2 separate regions of the Ovis aries genome follow, and region 2 is linked to region 1. Evidence: chromatin contacts called from public Hi-C data. All regions are on one chromosome and are shown on one strand. The core of a region is the stretch at or near the end of the contact, and the rest is flanking DNA. Distances in the headings are between cores, read along the strand shown. Region 1 holds the start of MMP17 (matrix metallopeptidase 17). Region 2 has its middle 36 kb from the start of ADGRD1.

What was found. Hi-C and Micro-C count contacts between places; a contact is called where the count stands out from the background.
Region 2: a Hi-C map of tail adipose tissue shows a contact between it and region 1, with 6 times the contacts expected there. The contact joins the enhancer-like site here to the promoter of MMP17 in region 1. A contact is called at or near these places in 4 of 16 Hi-C or Micro-C datasets (hypothalamus, muscle and tail adipose tissue).

The regions. Positions count from the first base shown.
Region 1 is chr17:45,311,287-45,315,180 of ARS-UI_Ramb_v3.0, forward strand. It overlaps MMP17 (matrix metallopeptidase 17), which reads right to left and starts at 2,216. Exons shown (of 10, transcript XM_027956387.3): 1 at 1,970-2,216. The coding sequence starts at 2,113.
Region 2 is chr17:46,301,374-46,305,267 of ARS-UI_Ramb_v3.0, forward strand. No RefSeq gene overlaps it. Among named protein-coding and RNA genes, the nearest start is that of ADGRD1, 36 kb to the left of the region's middle. Within about 2 kb of position 1,823, at least 5 of the 54 cell types and tissues checked have an H3K27ac peak or open chromatin away from gene starts, as enhancers often do. A contact at or near this core is called in tail adipose tissue, where this site is marked.

The sequences.
Region 1 (3,894 bases), core at 966-3,465:
CAGCCAGCGCTTGAGAGACCCGCTGGGCACGGCTCTGTCTGGCAGAAGCTGGGTCACACTTACAAAGGGGCCCTTCTCTTCACTGGCAGCCCTAGACCTGAATATACAGAGTCAGTGGGCCCCTGGGGGCGGTCTGCAGAGGGTGGGTAGAAAGGAGGTCCCCCCTCCTCCTTGCAAATCCCTGCTGGTCTTCCTGCACCTCTGGGTCTGATGCACTGAGGTGTCATTCCCTGGAAGACCACCAGAGACCGCCCTCTGCCCACAAATTGGGGGCAGAATGCAGGAAGGTTTCTCCCACACCAGCCTGGAAGAGACCTGGCCTTCCCCTGGTGGGGGTCTCTCCTGGCAGGGGCAGCAACCTCTGCTCTTTATCGGCTGGGTCAGACGCCAAGGCCCTGCAGTCTCTGGGGCTCCAGACTAAGGGGCCACATCCCCTGCCTAGTGCCTCCCACAGGGTGTGGGGCCGGGGGACCCCCTGGTGTTGGGGAAGCCAGAGGGGCAGACAGAGGAGGAGGCATGGAGGTGCAAACCGGGAGGAATGTACCTGACCCGCTCCCTTCGGGTGGGCATCGAGAAGCTTCACAACAGCACTGGGTCTGATGAATGAACTTGACTGGGCCAGGAGCTCCATGTCCTGATGGTGGGGGCCTGAAGAGCCTGGTTCTACTGCCACCCAGCCCAGACCTAGAGATTTGATGCCCTCAGAGCCTGCACCCCAAGAGGGGATTCAGGACACCCCAAGCCCCAGAGATGGGTAAAGGCACCCGAATTTCAGAGCAGTTTGGCTGGGAGGAAGCGGCTCTGGGGGTCCCTCGAGTGCAGCCAGCACGGACTGTGGCTGTGCCCTCCCAGATGACTGCAGGGGGACCAGGGCAGCTGGGTGGGGGCGGCCAGAGACGGTTCCTCACCCAGAACCTGTGGCCAAGTCCTGCCAACCACGGGGCTGTGGATGCCCCCCAAATGCTTGCACTGGCCTGAAATCCACCTGGAGCTCGAGAATGCTAATAGCCTGGGAGCGGAGCCCTGCCAGCACCCTTCTAGGAGACTACTGAGGGCCAGGTGCAGAGGCAGGGAGCCCAAGTGAGGGCAACTGCAGGGTGGAAGCCTCAGAAGGAATCTGCTTAATCCATCAGCCCCCATGTGCCCACACCTGGCCTCCCCGGGCCTGGGGGTGGAGACTCATAAAGTGTGATCTAAATCTTCCAAGTCCCAAGGAGGAGGCTCCAAGCCTGGCGGACTGAACGGGGGAGGGGACGTGGGAAGAGGCCACTGCGCAGCCCCTCGGTATGGTTTCCAAGCCAGTGGGACACAGCTGATACTGGGCGGGGGGAAGCGCAGGATAAGGTGGTGGGGCTACATCCGAGCCTGCGAATTGTGTGGGACACCTCATCAGGTTCAGGACGAGGACAAGGGTGGCAAGGCAAGGCTGGCCGTCCTGGGGGTGGAAGGGAACAGGAAATAGGGCCAAGGTCCATGCTTAGTGGAGGGTTGGGGGTCGGTTCCCTTGTTCCTCAACATCCTCAACGAAGCAAACTCGAAACCACCAGCTTTCCGGGGCGCCCACACTCCGCAGCTCCGTCCTTTTCTCTGTTGTGGGTGCGCACCTCCCACCCCCGCCACTCCCACTGGGAACGCACGCGGGATGCCCAGCTCTGGGCGGCTGCGACTGCTGTCCCATCCGCCTCAGGGGCCTCTTTGGGGCTGCACGTAGTCGGGGACAGGGCTTCGGCCAGGTAAGCCGCCAACCTCCGAGGGTTCCTGCGACTGCGGCGGGCTCCCGGCGCACGCAGCCCAGGAGGGACCCAGCGCGCCTCTCCCAGATCCGGGTGGGCGCGCGTCAGACACTCAGCCTACGACCCAGCCTCAGCTTTCCTGCCCAGGAAATGGGTCCAGGGCGTCCGGGTTCCCGCAGGCGCCCTGATGGGGTCTCCCCGGGCCGCGGGAGCCCGCCTCCCGGCCGCACACTCACCACTCCCAGGCTGAGGTCCTCCGCGTGGGGCGCGGGCGCCGCGTAGCCCCCACGAGCGGCCAGCGCGAGCAGCAGCAGCGGCAGCGGCGGGACCCCGGCCCGGGGGAACGGCGGGCCGGGTCCCCGGGCGGCGCGGCGCCGCATCGCGCTCAAAGGGCGGGCGGCGCAGCGGTGGCAGTTCCCCCGCGCCCGTGCGCCCCGCGCCCGCGCCCGGCTCCCAGCCCGACTGAGCCCAGCGCCGCCTCCCAGCGGCGGGGCGGGACATGCTAATATATGCTAATGACCGCCGGCGGCGCTCGCCCCGCCCCTCCTTAAAGGGTCCGCGTCCCGCTCCAGCCAGAGTCCCGCGCCCCCGAGAGGATGCTCAGATTCCGCACACGCCCCCGCCCGGCGAATCCACACGGGCACCTTGGCTGTAGCGGCCCGAAGGAAGGCACTTCTCAAGTGTCCCCAGACGGCCCCGGGGGAAGCGGAGGCCTGCTGGCGGGAGCACAGAGTCCGGAGCTCGGGGCCGCCCGCCGGGGGACGGACCCGTCCTCTCCCTTCAGACTGCGCGAACGCGGACCTCGAGCTGAGCACGGATTCGCGGTCACTGGTGGGGACCCGGAGCGGCAGCCGCACAGCGCCCGGCGAACGCTTGGGGGAGCCTTTGCACCGTGGTAGAAAGGAGGTGGGGGCTGGGTGGGCTTGAGCGGTGGGGGTCGGGTGAGGGGCAAGGTGCGAGAATGGGAGGGGTCGGCGTAGGGGTGGGCACCGAGAGGGGGTCGGGGGGTGGGCGAGGGGGAGGAGCCGGGTTGCGGTGAAGCTAGGGCGGGGGGATCTTGGGAGGGGCTGGGATGAGAGCTGGGGCGGTGGGACCGACTCTGGTGGGGTCTGGGAGCTACTGGGGGTCAGCGAAGACCCGGGGTTGCGCTTATTGAGGATGTGGGGAGGGCAATGTTAGTAGCTGAAGTCTGCTGAGAGGTTAGTGTGTGCCGTGCACTAGTTAATCGCCTACCGTATATACCCGTTTACTTCTCACAACATCTTTCGAGATAGAAACTATCATTCCATTTTTCAAATGAGGAAACTGAGGCCTCAGAGGAATAAACTAACTTGTGGGAGGTCACAGAGCCAAAGGATCAAAGGATCCCCAGGGCATGTGGGGGCCAAGGTTCCAATGTAAATATCCCTACACCTCAGTTACAATTCCTACAACCTCTCCCCTCCCACGCCCCACCCCCACTCTCAGCTCCTGCTGTCGATTGTGGTCCAGTTCTAGAGGCCCAGGCACTTCTGAACCCACGTCCCCCAGTCTGAGGGAAGCGGTGGCCCCTCCACTGAAGTGTGGTCTGGGTTTCAGGGCAGAGTCCCCTCCCTACTGGCTCCCCTCTGGGAAGGTCTTGCTTATCCTACTCCCCGCCAACCCTCACCCTTACTCTCAGAGCCTCAGTGGCCTGTTCTGGAGCATGGAGACTCTGCACCTGCTCAGAAGACCATTATATTGTTCTGCTGAGATCAGATTCAGCAAGGACCCTTCCCTGACCATTCACAGGCATACCCCCCAACTTTGCTCAAGCGCTAGTGGCAAAAACCTAGCTCACACTGGCTCTGGTCAGGGAAAGGAAATCTATAGGCTCAGTAAACTGGGGCATTTCGGAGCACACTGACGTCAGGCAGGGCTGGATCAAGTTGCACAAAGACGTGATCAGAATACGGTTTCTTTTTCCATCTCTGTGTTGGCTTCATCCTCAGGCAACATTTCTCCAAATGGCAGCAAAGGCAGTTTAGCAAACCCAGCAGACTGACTCTTAAGCCACAGTTCTGAGGCCATCTCTCATTGGATGCTGTGGACCATGTGCCCAGCCCTGAACCAACCTTGTGGTCAGGGGATGGAAGTGAGTAGAACCGCCTGCCCTGGTGGTGGGGAGGAAGGGGAAATTGCC
Region 2 (3,894 bases), core at 573-3,072, 990 kb after region 1:
CATCCATACATGACTACTGGAAAAACTACAGCTTTGACTATATGGACCTTTGTCGCGAAGTGATATCTGCTTTTTAATATGCTGTCTAGGTTTGTCAGAGCTTTTCTTCCAAAGAGCAAGCATCTTTTAACTTTATGGCTGCAGTCACCATCTGCAGTGACTTTGGAGCCCAAGAAAATAAAGTCTGTCACTGTTTCCTTTGTTTCCCCATCCATTTGTCATGATGTAATGGGACCAGATGCCATGATCTTAGTTTTTTTGTGTCTCCTACATTGCAGGTAGATTCTTTGCCCAGTGACCCATTGGGGAAGCCCGTGAGAGATTTAATTTTCTCTTAATTAACAATAATCTTTTAGCGTTCAGATAACCTGCTCCTCCCTGCAAACGTGTATATAGTCTGGCTCCTCCCCAGCTTCCTTGAAGTCAGCTCTCTTGGGGTCACCTGAGATACTGTCTCCTGGGCTGAGTCCTAACATTTCCACCAAATAAAACCTAACTCTCAACTTTTAGGTTGCGTATATTTGTTTAATCGACAGTTCACCTGCATCCTTTTGCTTCTGTTTCCTAGCATCTCTTTGAGTGACATCACCAGTTCTGTGACTGTGATGATAAGAAGAGACGCGTGTCCTACATTCCCCTGCTCCCATACAGGCCAAGCTTTTCTGGGGTTCCTGTCTGTGCTCTTTGCTTGAAGGCAGAGCATTCTGAGCCTCAAGTTGGAAGGGCCTGCATCCCTGAAACTCCTCATGGAAGAGCATCACCAACCCTTATCTAGGCTTTTCCACGGGAAAGAAAGAAAAAATTTCTTGTGTGAGTTTTTTTTTTAACTTTTTATTTCATATTGGAGAGTATAGCAAAGCTGTAATAGATAGATTCAGGTGAACAGCAAAGCCACTCGGCCATATATATACCTGTACCCATTCCCCCCCAGACTCCCTTCCCATCCAGCCTGCCACATCACATCGAGCAGAGTTCCCTGTGCTATACAGCAGGTCCTGGCTGGTTGCGGTGTATGTGTGTTCAGTCGTGTCCGATTCTTTGTGATCCCCTGGACTGTAGCCCACCAGGCTCCTCCACCCATGGGATTTTCCAGGTAAGAATACTGGAATAGGTTGCCGTTCCCTCCTTCAGGAGATCTGCCCTATCCAGGGATCAAAACTGCATCTCCTGCACTGGCAGGCATATTCTTTCCCACTGAGCCGCTGGGAAGACCCTTTGTTGGTTATCTATTTTAAATATAGCCATGTGTACATATCCATCCCAAACAGCCTAACTATCCTTTCCCTCCACTCACCCCAGCAACCATAAATTTCTTCTCTAAGTCTGTGAGTCTCTTTCTGTTTCACAAATAAGTTCATTTTATCATTTCTGTTCGATTCTGCATATAACAGATGTCATACGGTATTTCTCAGAAAGAAAATTTCTTAATTGTTTTGGAGGAATTTGTCATTATACATGAATGTGATAGGCAGTGACATCATACCTACTCTGGAGCCTGAAGAGGACAAATCCTCTACTTCCCCACCACGGCAGGTTCATGGGAAGTCTGTGAGTATGGTCTTCTTCCCTGGCCTCCACATCCTGGGGAACAAAGCCCACTGCAGGTTCACACCCTGGGCTTGCTGCCTTTCCTGCAAGCCAGCCTCCCCAAGCCCCCTTAGTCAGTTCTATTTTCCAAGCCCCACCCTTCATCGCCCCAGTGACTCTGAACCCTCAACATCCTTTTCAAAACTTTCCTTTTTGCACAAGAGAGCCAGGGGCGGTCTCTGGCTTCCCACCAAGACCCCTGACTAATATGCTTGATATCAGCAGGGGAAAAATGTTTACACATACTTTGTCTGTTGTCAGCCAAGCCGGCCACCCCTCCTCCCCGCAACTCGATGGGATGCTGAGGCCAAGCGGCACGCCCTTGGCAGGAACACAGGCTTGTAAATTTACGACAGTCCAAACAGCCTGGCCTGGTCATCATTTGGCCACGAAGTGCGTGTTGGCAGAGAAGCGCCGGTGAAGGCGTTGCTGAATTCCATGAGCAGCGTCTGATTTCTGAGTGTCAGTGATAGGACCTGATTCCACTAGGAGAAAGGGCAGGGGAGCTCACACCGCCACTCTGAAAATGGCAGGCATGGAGGTGAGCCTTGGTGACCCCTTGACGGCCGGTTTGGTTCCAGTTTCGTTACATGAATCACCCTGCGATGGTGTTACCGACATGAGTCTGGAGGCGGTGTGGATGACCCCTCGCCCCACCAGCTGGTTCTCCTCCTGCCCCTCGGCCCCTGATCGGAAAGACAGCCTTGCTGTTGTTGCTGTTTACTCTTTGCAACCCCGTGGACTGTAGCCTGCCAGGCTCCTCTGTCCATGGGATTTCCCAGGGGCAAATATACTGGAGTGGGTTGCCATTTCCTCCTCCAGCGGATCTTCCCAACCCAGGGATCAAACGTGGATCTCCTGCATTGCAGGTGGATTCTTTACCGCTGAGCCACCTGGAAGCCCAAAAGACAGCCTGGTTCTGTGTCAGATAAGACAATGCCAACTTCAGGAACAAGCAAATCCAGAATCGCCGATGCCCACCCACCACTTCTAGCTCACACAGACCCCAAATTGTGGTCATACTCACACAGATCTCTGTGTGGTGACCAGGACCAGGGTACCTTCAACCAACTGACCTCTCTCAAGCCAGCAGGCGGGCCCTCGAGGAAACGGCTGCTGCTGAGGGGTGATTCCCAGGTCAAGACTGGAAGCATCACGTTCGATCCACTCACTTCCATCAGCCACACCCACATGCGTGGAAAGCCCTGTGGCCGCCGAAGGACAGGAAACCCTGGGCCCTCGAAGAAAGGAGAGACAGGACCATCAGCACTCCTGCTCCATGGACCCCCAGTCACTCCCCGGCCACGCAGCCTAAGCAGCATGTGTCCGACAGGACCAGCAGCACTCCCCCCCCATGGACCCCCAGTCACTCCCCGGCCACCCAGCCTAAGCAGCATGTGTCCCACAGGACCAGCACGTTCATGGCCACCTGCCTTACACCCCGGAGCCAAGTCCAGGACAGGATGAGAAATGTATGACCCCAACTGATGGCTCTGATTTCAGTGCAGGGAAATATACAAGCCTTTTTTTTTTTTCTTAGATGCCAGAGGATGAGCCACTGGGATGCTCACACGATGGTGTCCACCTCGATCAACCACACCCTCAGGGAAGCCAGCTGACCCCTCACTGCCCTGAGACTATGGAGAAATTGGAGCCTCCTTCACTGTCTCCACCCAAACAAAGTATAAGAAAGGAAACTGCTATGCTCGTGCACTGGCTCAAAGAGTCCCCTTCGCCACTGTGATGCCGACACTGGCAGGAAGCTGTCTCACCTGAAGACTGCCTTCTTCCTTCTCTCTAGAGGGCTGTTTGCCAGCTGCTTCTTTCCCCGAATTAGAAAGGATGGGCAGCCTCATGCCTCTGAGATCCGGAGGAACCACGGCACATGCTTACTTGGCCACCTGTCTACCAAACCACCCACACCCCTCGAGTGGATGGCTTCTTCTGCTCCCCCTCAGAGCTAATTCAGGATTTAATTACTTTAACCATCTGGTAAAGCTTCTCTGTGTCCGCTGGGACCCGTGCAACGTGTCAGGATGGGAATTAACATCCACGGCGGCACTGGGAGGTGTCCGGCACACGCTCCGGATGAGACAAGAGAGATGGGGGAAGCAGGTGCCCTTCATCCTCTCCATCTGTCATTTTCACCTGGAAATTGACAAGAAGTGAAGTTGGACAGTGGGGATACAGTGCATATGGACTGTCTGTGAGGGTTTCTGCCAAGATGTCTAGAATCTCAGCAGAAGGACTCAATGGCAATGCAGTTTCAGTCCTGGGAGTAGACAAACCCGCTTGTCTGCTGCCCTC